Linked DNA regions of Podarcis muralis: region 1 is linked to region 2. The links are chromatin contacts, called in public Hi-C maps. All regions are on one chromosome and are shown on one strand. Each heading gives the region's core, a stretch centred on a gene start, on an enhancer-like site or on the middle of the called end of the contact. The rest is flanking DNA. Distances are from core to core; before and after follow the strand shown.

Evidence for each region. A called contact is a pair of places that touch in the nucleus more often than the background predicts.
Region 1: a Hi-C map of tail shows a contact between it and region 2, with 3 times the contacts expected there. The contact joins the promoter of LRGUK here to the promoter of CHCHD3 in region 2. A contact is called at or near these places in 2 of 3 Hi-C or Micro-C datasets (blood and tail).

The regions. Positions count from the first base shown.
Region 1 is chr10:70,389,242-70,396,411 of rPodMur119.hap1.1, reverse strand. LRGUK (leucine rich repeats and guanylate kinase domain containing) reads right to left here and starts at 3,492. Exons shown (of 20, transcript XM_077935357.1): 1 at 3,108-3,492. The coding sequence starts at 3,371.
Region 2 is chr10:69,992,690-69,999,852 of rPodMur119.hap1.1, reverse strand. It overlaps CHCHD3 (coiled-coil-helix-coiled-coil-helix domain containing 3), which reads left to right and starts at 3,689. Exons shown (of 8, transcript XM_028745324.2): 1 at 3,689-3,869. The coding sequence starts at 3,786.

The DNA of each region.
Region 1 (7,170 bases), core at 2,243-4,742, 400 kb before region 2:
TGTGAGAGAAGATTAGGGCTCCAGCTGGGTCCTTTCCCCAGAGGAACCTGACAAATACCTTCGCTCAATCAGTGCAAAATAAACAGAGGGCTACAGACTGTCAGGAGCCCATTTCCATTTTCGGCAAACTTGCCATTTGGCAATTAGCTTATATATCTGGGTTTCTAACACTGTTTCCAAGTGAGGCACGCAGCAGCCTCAGCGCTGGCTTGTAAGGCCACCGACCAGGCAAAAGTGATGAGCTGCAGCCCAGGAGAGAAGACGATCCAATGCCAGGGGTGAGGTGAGGTCGCAGCCTTTACTAGGGAATGTTGCCATCACTGGGCTACAACCCAGAAACTGGGAGGATAGCAATTACCGTATTTTTCGCCCTATAGGACGCACTTTTCCCCCTCCAAAAATGAAGGGGAAATGTGTGTGCATCCTATGGGGCGAATGTAGGCTTTCGCTGAAGCCTGTAGAGCGAGAGGGGTCAGTGCACACCGGCACCTCTCGCTCTCCAGGCTTCAGGAAGCTATCCGCAAGCCTTGGGAGCCCGCGGGAGTTCCCGCCAGGCTCCCGCGGCTTGCAGAGAGCTGCCTGCATTCTGAAGCCTGAGGCGCACTGAGCTCAGCGCGCCCCAGGCTTCGGGCTTTGCGCAGCTCTCCGAAAGCCGTGGGAGCCCGGCGCGACTTCGCTCTTTGCGCCCACGGCTTGCGGAGAGCTGCCTGCATCCCTGCAGATAGCAGCCTGTTCTGGGGGCTGGGGGAAGCTCGGGCTTCCCCCACCCCAGCCCTGCGCCTGGGGGGGGGGAATAATTTTTTTCTTTATTCCCCCCCCCCCCAAAAAAAAACTAGATGCGCCCTATGGGCCGGTGCGCCCTATGGGGCGAAAAATATGGTATCTTATTCTTATCTATGATAATTTGTAGGTCATCTTATTTATATAATAAAAGCGTCAGATCAGAATGGATGGCATGAGGCCCCAGGGATCCCCCACCAAGTCGTTGATCATTTCCACACATTTAGGTAGCTGCAACAGCACAAAAGTGGTTGGTACACTAAGAACATTACTTTGCCACACAGATGCTCCTTGCTCAATAAAATCCTGGTTCCAGTAACCATCCGCCTTGCCTCTTCTGGGGCCCTGGGATGCAGCTGGGTGATGTAACGCATGAAACAAGAGCTATACTGGCATTGCTAGGTCCTCGCCTGAAGCCTTCAGTGTTGAGGTAGGATACCTTAGCATACCGACAGGTGCAGGCTCCATCTGGCAATCCTCGTGAGAATGAATGTTTCGTTTTATATAAGCATTAGTGGTTAATTTAACAATTGTATTAAACAGTAAAAACAAATAGGAAGCCGCTATAAATGTATTTTTAATCTTCTGTTGGAAGCCGCCCAGAGTGGCTGGTGAAACCCAGCCAGATGGGCGGGGTAGCAATATATTATTTATTATTATTATTATTATTATTATTATTATTATTATTATTATTGAGGCCAGATCAGTGCTCCATCTAGATCAGTGGCTCTCTGGGGTCCCTGGCAGCACAGCCATTCCCAGTCCTACCTGGAGAGGCCATTGGGGACAGAATCTTGAGCCTTCTGCATGCCAAACAGAAATACGGGAAACTGTCTTAAACCGAAGCAGACCACTGATCCATCCAGCTCAGTACTGCCTACACTGACTGGCAGCGGCTCTCCAGAGTCCCAGACACGGCTCTTCCTCAGTCCTGCTGAGAGATGCTGCCGGGAAAGGAACCTGGGACCTTCTGCCTGCAAAGCCTGGGAAAGCTGAGTGGGTAGAGCATGAGACTCTTAATCTCAGGGTTGTGGGTTCGAGCCCTGTGTTGGCCAAAAGATTCCTGTATTGCATGACCCTCGTGGTCCCTTCCAACCCTGATTGGCAATGGAAAAGTGCGCCTTTGGGGGTGAAGTCAAACTCAAACCATGGACAGTTACAGCGTCCGCTGTGGCTGCAGAGACAGATATGGGAGAGACATGTTTTGTTGCAGCTGGGGCAGATGAAGACGTCCGGTTGTGCTGCTACAGATGCACTGTGGCGTTTCTTCTCTCTGCGCTCCTCCCAGCAGCCCCTTTCCAACTCTATGTTTCTACCCCCTGAGATACATGGGCTCTTCCCCCAAATGGGATCAGGAGGAGAAGCTGCCTTAGAAAGCATCAGATTGGTCCATCTAGCTCAGTGTTTATTACACAGACTGGCAGCAGCTCCCCAGGATTTCTCCCAGCACTACCCTGCTTTTTTGTAAATTGCTTTGCAAACGAGGCATACAAATGTTATGCAGTAAATATACAAACAAATAAACAAATGCTGTATTGTTTTTAACACTCTATTGGAAGCCGTCTAGAGTGGCTGGGGAAACTCAGCCAGATGGGCGGGGTATAAATAATAAATTATTATTAATTATTATTATTATTATTATTATAAAGGACGGCCAGGCACGCGAGCCCCCCCCTCACTCCCTTAACCCCAAACTTCCCGTAATCATTCGAGTAGTGCGAACCCTTCCACTCCACCATGCAAATAAGCCTCCCATATTTCTCCCTCTAGGCGCGCCTCCCCAGAGGGGCACTCCCGTATTTCTCCCTCTGGGTGCGCCTCCCCTGAGGGGCACTCCCGTATTTCTCCCTCTAGGCGCGCCTCCCCAGAGGGGCACTCCCGTATTTCTCCCTCTAGGCGTGCCTCCCCAGAGGGTCACTCCCGTATTTCTCCCTCTGGGTGCGCCTCCCCAGAGGGGCACTCCCGTATTTCTCCCTCTGGGTGCGCCTCCCCTGAGGGGCACTCCCGTATTTCTCCCTCTGGGTGCGCCTCCCCAGAGGGGCACTCCCGTATTTCTCCCTCTAGGCGCGCCTCCCCAGAGGGGCACTCCCGTATTTCTCCCTATAGGTGCGGGATCGCCGTTCCCGTAATTATCCAAATAGCACGTCGACAGCCCCTCCTCCCCGCGGAAAGAAGGGTCGGGCGCTCCCGTAATTCTCCTTGTAGGGGCGCCCTCTCCAAACGAACCCGTGCCCGTAGTTCGCCGAGTAGCGCCCCCTCTCTTTATAGACAGACAGGTGCCAACCCATGTTAGGGGCGGCGAAACCCCCTCCTCCTCCTGCACCCACCTCCATGGGCTCGGGCTCCGGTTCGGACTCGGTGGACTCCTCTTCCTCGACGGCCAGCTCCTCCTCGTCCTCCTGGTTGAACGTGGCGCTGCCTTCCAGGCCTTCGGTGCCCCTGGGGAAGCGCTCGTCGAAGCGGCTGAGGAGGAGCGAGAAGGTGACGGACGGCGAGGTCGCCCAGGAGCGCAGCCCGCCCGACCGGGCGTCATCGCCGCTCTGCGCGCTCCGGATGATGCTGCGCCCGTAGAAAGCCGAGCGGGAATGCATGTCGGCCAAGGGGGGTCCTTCGTGGGGGTCTCGGTCTCTCTTTCTCTCAGGGGGAAAGAGGCCGCCTGGGAGACGCCATCTTGTGTCCCTGCCGTTGCTCGGCAACGAGGCGGAAAAGGGGGGGGAGCGGCGCAAGGCCCGCCGGGAGTTGTAGTCGCCGTCCTCGCGCGAAAACGGCCTCCGGGAAGCCCGCGCCGCGGTGCATCGCGGGAAGTGTAGTTCGGCCTGTCAGAAAAGAAATGAGCGCGCGGGTTTCGAAATGGCTTGTTTCTTTATTGCCACGAAACTTATATCTCTAAATGGTTCCTTATTTATTTCCACACACACAAAAACAGCCGCTCGATTGCAGTGGAAACCTCGACGAGGTTTACAGGAAGAATAAAAGCCATTGGATTAGAAGGGATTTGCAAACGTTTAAAATAGGACCAGAACTAACGAATTCACCCCCCTCTTTTATTCTTATTGTTAATTATCTTTACCACACTAAGCTGTACTACAAAAGTAATGCGGATACATCATTTCCTATCTGTAATAACTAATCATTTTGGCATATTTACACTTTGAAACATTTTTGGTATTCAGAAATGTTTATCTGAATGCTTTCATTGCTTTGTTATTTTTATTCCACCTAACTGTTGCATGTCATTGAGAGATGTATCTCAATGCTACCGTGTTAAATTGAATAAAAACTATGTTACAAATAACAACAACACCCCAAATGTAGGGCTGCCCAAACGCCCAGAATTTACCAGACACACAAGGAATCTGGCATTTGTGTCCAGAAGGAAATTGGGAAAACAGCCCATGGCAACCCATGTCAGTTGCGTTGTTTTTGCCGAAAGCTGAAAAAGGTTTTTTTTACATTGCTGTAAAAGCTCAAAAACATTTGTATCTGGATTTTAACTTTTTAAAATATGGCAACCCTACCAAAAGTAGTATGGATAGGGGTATAAAATGTAACACCCCCCCGAAACAGTATTTCAGGATTCAGATTACATTACATGTGTGTGTGTGTGTGTATGTGTGTGTGTGTGTACACATATACACAGAGAGAGAGGTTTTTTTCCTGGGGGGACACGCCCCCTAAACATTTGGTGAATCTTTGTACTTTTGTCCATTTACTGTATTTATTTTTTTCTGATTTGAACTATAAAATGGTGATTTTCTGGAGTCAAAATGAGAGTACCCCTAAACATTTTTTTCCAGAAAAATAGCACTGCACAGGCATATATATTCTACAGATTGGATTAAGTTGATTGAACATTATATTTGATCCTCTATAATATCAAATTTTATCTGTACAGAGTACATTGTTTTCTATAACCTATGTTGTTGTTGTTTAATTGTTTAGTCGTGTCCGACTCTTCGTGACCCCATGGACCAGAGCACACCAGGAACTCCTGTCTTCCATCAAACCAAATGACTTCATTAATTAGATGCACATTTTTTTTAACCATTGTAAACCACATTGATATATTGCTGCAGTGCAGCAGTATATAAACAAACAAAGCAATCAATCAATCAATCAATCAATCAATCAAACTTCTCAATTAATCCTATTTTCCCTTGAAAAAGGCCAGACCATTTTATATGTGGTTGGAACTGAGCTAAATCAATGATATGCTAAAAACCCAAATTAAATCACATGCATTTTTAGAAGTTAAAGGTATTTTTAAGCTACAGCCAGAAATGTCCTCTCACATTCTGCCTTAAGACTCCTTCCAAATGGAGACTTATTTATTTATTTATTTATTTTCTATATTGCCAAGGTTCATGGGGCAGTTTACAATATAAAATCACAAAAATACATACCATTGTAACCAACAGAAACAACAACCCCCCCAAAACATAGATCTATTATTATTTGTTAAATTTCATGGCATGACCATCAGCCAGATTGTCCCCCACTTTGGCTCAGTGTACAGTCCGTAGCCTAAGGAAGAGCTCTGTGGAACCCAGAAGCCTGCACACTATTTTTGTGATGCTTTCCTTGGCTTTATGTAAGAGTGTCCATCCATCCCCCATCAGGGCCGGCCCAATACATTTTAGCACCTGAGATGAACCACAAAATGGCGCCCCACTCCCACCCAAGGAAGAAGGAATGAAGATAGATATCAGAAAGTAAAGGTTAATAAAGATCTACGGTACATTGAGATCCGCTGCCCTTGTGGATTCTGCCGCCTGAGGCTGTTGCCTCACCTTGCTTCATGCGTGGGCCTACCCTGCCTCCGCCCACTATACAAATCACAAAGAAGAATACAAAGGACAGGGAGCAGGGGTCCCCAAACAGGTCCAGCTGGTCCACAAGGTGTCCGTGGATTTGTAGCTGAAGATGGGAGACACCATTCATTGCACTGAAGGTTCATGTTGATTTTGGCTTGTATTTTTACAGTTTCTTTTATGTCTTATGTTGCATTGTATTCTATTAGGATTTGAACTCTATGGCAGAAGAGTCGGGGGGACAGATCCAAAGGAGGGGCTTCTTTGCACAGGAGCTCCCTGCTGCAAATGATTTTGCAAAGGGATTCTAGCTGTTCATAGCGGTTGAGTCTATCAGTGGCCACGACTCACAATGGCAAGTGGCAGTAGGGAAACACAGGGCGAAGTGGTGTGTGAAATTGCAGTCTCTTTCTGGGAGCCTCCTAAACCCTGCCTCCAGCTCCAGTTTTCTTAATTGCAAAATAAATACAGCAAACACATGTGAAGAGTAAATGAATGAAAGGTAAGATTGATAGGAAGCTGCCTTTGTACTGAATCAGACCTTCGGGTCCATCTAGTTCTGTATTGTCCACACTGATGCGCAGCAGCGCTCCAGGGTTTCAGGTGAGGCTCTCTCCCAGTCCTACCTGCAGAAGATGCCAGGACTGAACCTTTGAGTGAACAGACCAACCCCTGTGTTGCAAAATATGACTCAGCAATATCGAAAGCAACATGATGGCCAGAAACAATTACAGAACAGTGGTACCTCGGGTTACATACGCTTCAGGTTACATACGCTTCAGGTTACAGACTCCGCTAACCCAGAAATAGTACCTCAGGTTAAGAACTTTGCTTCAGGATGAGAACAGAAATTGTGCTCCGGTGGCGCGGTAGCAGCGGGAGGCCCCATTAGCTAAAGTGGTGCTTCAGGTTAAGAACAGTTTCAGGTTAAGAACGGACCTCCAGAACGAATTAAGTACTTAACCCAAGGTACCTGTTAAGTTGTGGGTGAACATATCAGACGACACAGCAATTCTTCAAACAGCTCTTGTTTATTCAGAGGCCAGAACAGAACTGAGCTGAAGAGCTCAGTCAGCCTGCTTATATAGAGCTCCAGTACAACGTTACTGTAGCAACTTTCTAAAACTATCCAAGCACTGAACGTCACTTTCGATCCTTCATTTGCATAACTATCTACAGTATTCTCCTGCTGGCCCAGGGTGAGAACTTCAGTACATAACAGTACCACTGTATAGAAAACTCTATGGAATAATGTAAAACATCAAAAGTATTGAACTGAAGTCTCTGAAATCCTTGAATAAGTCACAGTGCCAGACTTTGCCCAGCAGAGATCAAGCTTGTAAAGCTTTGTATAATCGGCAAATGTCCAATTCTGATGTCCAGCTCTGAACTGTGCTGAACACTGTTTCCGGATAGCAACTACTGTTTCGTTCAGTTCTTTATCAGCCAATTAGTTCAACAAACACACGTGTGTAGAAAGATGTATAATGTCTTCATTAACTGAAAATAAAATATTCCAACGATGACCTGCATGTACATAACAATAACATCAAATAGCGTGGGAATTATAAACTATAAC
Region 2 (7,163 bases), core at 2,440-4,939:
GATCCCTGCCCCCTCCTGCTTGCACACAAGTAGGAGTTGGGAGGCTGCTCCGATAGGCAGCATGAAGCCTCCCTTCACAGCTTGGTTGCTGGGGTCAGGGAAGGTGGAGGCAGCCTGGAAGCTGAATCTTAGAGCCCCTGCACCACCATCAGATGGGGACTTCCGAGCAGCTCCTGAAGCCAGCCAGAGCCAACTGCTCCGGGCTGCTGAGACTGCCGCTGCTGCGTTTCCTGGGGACATTCCAGGGATGGAATTTGTCTGGTGACTTATTCACAAATCTGGGGACTGTCCTGGGGGAAATGGGGACGTCTGGTAACCCTACACTATTCTGAATAATGCTTTTTGTAGGGCAAGGGCACCGGGGATGGGTTTATGGAGCCAGGTGGGCAGTGGCCCGAAAACAGTTTGGGAGCTACTCTGCTAATTGGACAATGGTGTTGGATGCTGCTCAGTGTGTTAGAATACTGTTTCAAGCCAACACTGCCACATTCTAGAGGGGTAGCCATTTTAGGTGGTTGCAACAAAACACCGAAGAGTGAAGTGGCACCTTCATGAATAATAATGATAATAAAATGATGGCATGAAGATTTTGTGGACCATACGACATTTATCAGCGCAAGAAGAGCCTGTGTTCTCAGCTTCTAAACACAATTGGATACTAAAACGTCACTGCGCACGACACGAGGTATTAAATACTTTTGGAAGTTCCACTCCATTCCGCGTCGTGGCAAGTGTGTGTGTTTGTGTGTGTTCATATTCTTCCAGTGATTTTCTAGATTGCCAAGGAGCCCCCCAAAGTAATAAAGGATTGTGTTTCTACATTGTTGTAGCCTGCCCTGGGACTTTCCGGTGAATGGCAGGTAAGAACTCTAATAAAGGTCCAATTAGCCGAGGCCACTCAGCATTTAAACTGGCAGCTGGAGAGAAATAACTTTCTACAATAGGTTCCCGATATTGTTTGGTGGGATGAGGCTTCGTGATCTCGAGGCACGGGATTATAATTGAAAAGCAAACTTGAATTTACCTGAGGAAAACATCAAAATATAGGCACAGAGGAAGTTGCCTTATAGCAGGTGGCTCTAATTTTCCCATTTCACCCAGGAATGCCTGACTTCAGAGGTAGACCCTTCCCAGGGTCTCAGAAAAACGAGTCTTTCTGTTCAGCTGCTGCTTGGGTTTTTTTTAACTGGAGATTGAACCCTAAAAAAACCCAAACCAAAAAACCACCACTTTCCTAATGAGGTGATCTGGAATTTCTCCAGAAACTGGCTGGTTGTTTAGATGGATTTTGGTGTGTGTGGAATCCTCTTTGCTCTTTGGCTATGACTTTTCTCTTCAAGAGGCTTAATTTGAATCTAAATTACCACCCCCTGCCCCCCCCTGCAAGCCTTGGTGTTTTCAATACATAAACCAACTGCTCTTTTGACTAACTGTTTACTCATAGCCTTTAAATCCCAAAGAGGTTCATCGTGGGGGGAAATGGCCTCGTACTCAATCAAAAGTTGGTTTCTGTTTGTGGCAAATGAGGGAGACACAATGCCGCAATCCACTGCTAATAGGTTCCCCCCCTCAAGCTCCTGTTGAACCTTATCTTCTCCACCTGGTGCCTCGCTGCTTAACATCATGGCATGCCTGCTTTTCTGCTTCATGCATCGGTTTGCCTCGGATGCCAAGAAGAGACTCCCTTGCGTTCATGCTGACGGCAGGTCTCTCTGTAATACTGGGGCTACGTATGTGTGCAGGCTGGGTGGGAATCGTTTTGCAGTTCAGTCGTGCCAAGGCTTCCTTCCTTCCTTCCTTGCAATGCGTGGTTGTTCGATGTACTATTACTTCATGCCCACACTTGCCCTTGTCAATATGCCCTCAGCCTTGTTCCTGCACAGAACAGGGAAGGCAGCGTACCTGCTGGGGTGGTAGCTTAGTGTAATGTGCTTTTGGCTGCCCAACCTTCTCAGGAGGCACCTGGATGCATCTGTCATGAGCTGAAGCTGCTAAGTTTCCGAGCACAATTCAAAGTGTTGGTTCTGACCTTTAAAGCCCTAACAGTGAATCCTGTTAAGTTCAGCTTATAGAGGATTGCTATTTCAGAGCTTGTCAGTGTGGCCTAGTGGTTGGATTGCTGGACTGGGACCTAGGAGTAAGGTAAAGGTAAAGGTACCCCTGCCCGTATGGGCCAGTCTTGACAGACTCTGGGGTTGTGCGCCCATCTCACTTAGGAGGCTGGGGGCCAGCACTGTCCGGAGACACTTCCGGGTCACGTGGCCAGCGTGACAAAGCTGCATCTGGCAAGCCAGTGCCGCACACGGAAACGCCGTTTACCTTCCCGCCAGTAAGCGGTCCCTATTTATCTACTTGCACCCGGGGGTGCTTTCGAACTGCTAGGTTGGCAGGCGCTGGGACCGAGCAGCGGGAGCGCACCCCGCCGCGGGGATTCGAACCGCCGACCTTTCGATCGGCAAGCCCTAGGCGCTGAGGCTTTTACCCACAGCGCCACCCGCGTCCCGCCGGGACCTAGGAGACTAGGGTTCAAATCCCCACTCCGCCACTAAGTTAACTGGGTGACCTTGGGTTTAGTCACTCTCTCTCTCTGCCTAACCTACCTCACAAGGTTGTTGGGAGGGTGGCATGAAGAGGAGGAGGGGCCATGAGATCCCTGGAGGAAGGATGGGATGTAAATGTAGTAATAAATAAGATTTGGACCGATATCTAAATAACAAGGCTCTGATCTCGCATATTTTGGCAGGGGCTCTAATCACAATGGCAATTTGGGAAGACTTCTGATCTCAGTTACCTGGACCTAGCAATTTGCGCTTTTGGCTCAGGGGAGCCAGGTATTATTATTATTATTATTATTATTATTATTATTATTATTATTATTATATTTATATGCTGCCTCCTTCCCTGACATGTGCCTTACAGCTAAAATAGAAACAGCTAAAAACCTAGGGAGGAGGATGGGGGGAGAGTAATCCTTAAAAAAAAAAAACACCCCCAATTAATAAGGTACCAGAAGTGATAGGATTTAGTACAAGGGTATATTTTTAATATAAATTATATTTTTTTCGGGGAGAAATTTTGCGTGATTGTTTTGATTTAGACTGCAGAACCCATTGAAATTATAGACCACACAGTCTTTTCCTCATTGTATTCTTCACTATTGTATTGTATTATTATATACACAGATTTTTCACTAGTAAACTGCATTAGCTGTGCCATACTTCCTCGTTGACAGTTTACTGACAGCTTCAAACCGTTTCCTATTTAATTGCTTCTCCCCCCGCAACCTGCTTTGCCGCTATTAAAATTCAGTTAAGAAAGTAGAATTAAAGAGCAAATAAAAGCAGCAGCTACATCTGAAGGCTTGAACTACACAGCCCACAATCCATTGCGGCTCCCGCGAGTGATTTGCGGCCTGACTCTCAGACAGACTCCCTTTTACCCAGCCTGCCTTGCGAGCACACCCCTTTGCCCCAGGGCATCCTGGGAATTGAAGTCTCGCCGCCTTCTCAGCTCCCACAAGTTCTGTCGGGAAACCCACGAGTCGGAAAAAACTTTCCACCCGGCCTGGTGGACACGCCGGGGCGGGCTGTTGCCCTGGGCAACCAGCTTCTGAGCCAACGGGAGCCCGGCGCGCTGTGGGCGGTGGGCGGGCCTCGAGGGGCGGCGGGCCAATCGCGCGTCGGCGGGCGTGGCGCGGGTCTCCTCGGGCACCTTGTCCCGTCTTCTGCTTCTTTGCGGCCTAGTCGGCGCTCGAGTGCGCGACCCTCGCCGGCAGCCGGGTCGTGATGGGCGGCGGAGGCAGCGCCCCGCGGAGGGTCACCTTCGAGGCGGACGAGAATGACAACATCACGGTGGTGAAGGGCGTCCGGGTGAGAGAGAGAGAGAGAGAGAGGGAAGGAGGGAGGGAGGAGGACAGGCCGACCTTGCAGGGTTGTCGTGCTGCTGCCTTGACCTCCTCAGCTGCTGCTGCTGCTCATTTACTACGTCTCTTAATTTTTATTTGTGAATTTTTTTTATTAGTTTTCAATTGCAACAATCCAATAATAGCCTCATTATAACAATGTCATATTATAATACAATTAGCAATACCCGTCATATGGTAAAGGTAAAGGGACCCCTCACCGTTAGGTCCAGTCGTGGCCGACTCTGGGGTTGCGGCACTCATCTTGCTTTACTGGCCAAGGGAGCCGGCGTTTGTCCGCGGACAGTTTTTCTGGGTCATGTGGCCTGCATGATTAAGCCGCTTCTGGTGAACCAGAGCAGCGCACGGAAACACCTTTTACCTTCCCGCTGGAGCGGTACCTACTTATCTGCTTGCGCTGGTGTGCTTTCGAGCTGCTAGGTGGGCAGGAGCAGGGACCGAGCAACGGGAGCTCACCCCGTCGTGGGGATTCGAACCGCCAATCTTCTGATCGGCAAGCCCTAGGTTCTGGGGTTTAACCCACAGCTCCACCCGCGTCCCGTCCATCATTCAGTACCCATCATCAAATTATATAATTTAGGTCCCCCCCCCCCCCCCGCCCAGCACGCTAGAATTGATGGTTTGGTGGTTTTGTTTATTTCCATGTTCCAAAATATATATATTTTAAAATAATCTTTATTGCATATTGGAAAAAATGCAACAAAAACAAATGTTAAACATTAAGCCTACATCTTCAAAAAAGAATTACAAAAAGAGCAAAAATATAAAATGAAAAAGAAAAAATATATAAAAAGACAAAATAAATTGATCATGTACACAGTTATTCAAAGTATACAAACAGTAGTTGGATTTTTCTATACTCCAAGTTCCAAAATCTTATCAATTTAAATTACGCTCCAGTCAAGATAACAAATCCTGTATACAACAACTGCAGTATTAACGACTTCCATTCGTTTTGGCACATTAAATGATTTATAAAACTACAAGTGAGACACTCAAGCTATATCCTTGTTCTTCCTGTGTGTGGCCGTTATTCTGTCCATGGTGTTTCTTCCTGTCATTGTAAAATGTTACGTCTTATCTTTTCCTGGCTGCTGCTGTCCTCCATCATGCCTTGGGCGGAGCTAATATCCCATTGATGTTTCAGAAATTCTCCATTGCTCCGCCCTGTGCTTCATGCGTCTCTTATCTTTTGGTCTTGCAAGGGTCTCTGGGGAAAGCGTTCGAATCTGGCATTGCAGTTTCCCATCTGGCCCTGTACTTTCCCATGACTTTTATTTAGTTATTGTAAGCCGCCTTGAGCATGGTTTATAGCTATGGAAAGGTGGCGTGCAAATGAGATGGCCCTGACAGTTGAGGTCCTTGACAGGATCCATCTGTTGCAGAGGCACGGTTACGGCTAATGACTCGCCCTATGTCTGGGGCTCTTGTTTTTCTGAGTTGTCGAGGTCTTTTTGTCTGGTGGCACCTGGAGGTGCACTTCATGGGACTATAGCATTGCAGAGTGGGAAGGGACCCTGAGGGTCATCCATTCTGACCCCCTGCAATGCAGGGATCTTAACGGAAGCGCCTGCGACAGATGGCCACCTGACGGTTGCTTTATAAACCTCTCAAGGTGTAGAAAGTCTGCAGTCTCTCACGGGAGTCTGTTCCACTGCTGAACAGTTCTTGCCATCCAAAAGTTCTTCCTAATGTTGAGTTGGAATCTCCTTTCTTGTCATCTTTCCGAGCACAATTCAAAGTGTTGGTGCTGACCTTTAAAGCCCTAAATGGCCTCAGTCCAGTATATCTGAAGGAGCGTCTCCATCCCCATCATTCTACCCGGACACTGAGGTCCAGCGCCGAGGGCCTTCTGGCAGTTCCCTCCCTGCGAGAAGTGAGGTTACAGGGAACCAGGCAGAGGGCCTTCTCGGTGGTGGCACCCGCCCTGTGGAACGCCCTTCCTTCAGATGTGAAGGAAATAAGCAGCTATCCTATCTTTAAAAGACATCTGAAGGCAGCCCTGCTTAGGGAAGTTTTTAATATTTAATGCTGTATTGTTTTTAACAGTTGATTGGAAGCCGCCCAGAGTGGCTGGGGAAACTCAGCCAGATGGGCGGGCTTTAAATAATAAATTATAATTATTATTATTAGCCTCAAATGTTGCAACCTTTCCTCATACAATATATTCCTAATAATAAGAACAACAACAACAATAGGATCTGGTCTCTCCCACTACACCACACTGGCTCTTGAATGACTTTGAAAGAGGGTTGGACAGATTCACAGAGGAGGAAAAAGCTTTCAATGGCTACATGCCGGGATGGATATTATCTGCCTCTATTGTTGGAGGTTGTATACCTCTTCATGTGTGGCTCACGGGCTGGCTGTTCCTCACCTCTGCACTATGCCAATGAGAGGCCCAGGCGACAGTAGGAAGAAGCAATTCCTGCCACTTCCAGCTCACTTGTTTACTTATATTCTCTTTTTATTGGTAACACAGTGGTCTGAATTGGGCTAGCTGCATTGCCCAGAGACTGCGCAACCACAGTGCTGGCTGGAGAGTGAAAACCTTCAGTGAGTAATCTGAGGAAATGGTATCCTGCCACTTCCTCTGTTCACTCATTCCTTTGCCCTCTCTAGGCAGCCAGAATGGGACCAGCACCAACTGCTACACTTTTAAGAAAGAAATCACAGATGTGAGCAAGTGAGTGGCGCCTGCAGTGACTGCCTCTGCTTGCTCTCTCTCTTTGGATAGTGCAGAAGGAAACCACGGCAGTGCCTGTAGACAACACTCCCAATTGCTTCACCGCCCATTGAGCTAGGTCACAGGTGAGTGAGTCGAGGTCCGAGCTTCTCCTTGCAGGAGGTGATAAGATTAATCTTCACGTTGTGAAAAGTTTTGCATGCTGTTTTCTGCTGTTACAGTTCAAGCTGCTTTTCAAGGCGCAAGAACAGGCCAGGCCAAATATTTTCCTCTGCTCGTGGACCTTTTGCCTGAACCTTTATTTTAAGTTGAGCTCGTGCAGTCCAGGTGCATAGTGCTCATTGGTAAATCTTGCCATTATACAGCACGGATAATTTCAGTTTATGATGCCCAAGGAAACATTCACTCAGGCATGTGTACCATGTAAGGTTCTTGCCTGCTCAGAGAGACTGGCCAGTTGTTCTAGGCTATGGTAAAATACTCTCAGAGTGGGCAGTTCTGCCCTACTGCCTTGAAGAAGCTATTTGTAAAACTGCTGCTTAAAAAGAAAGAAAG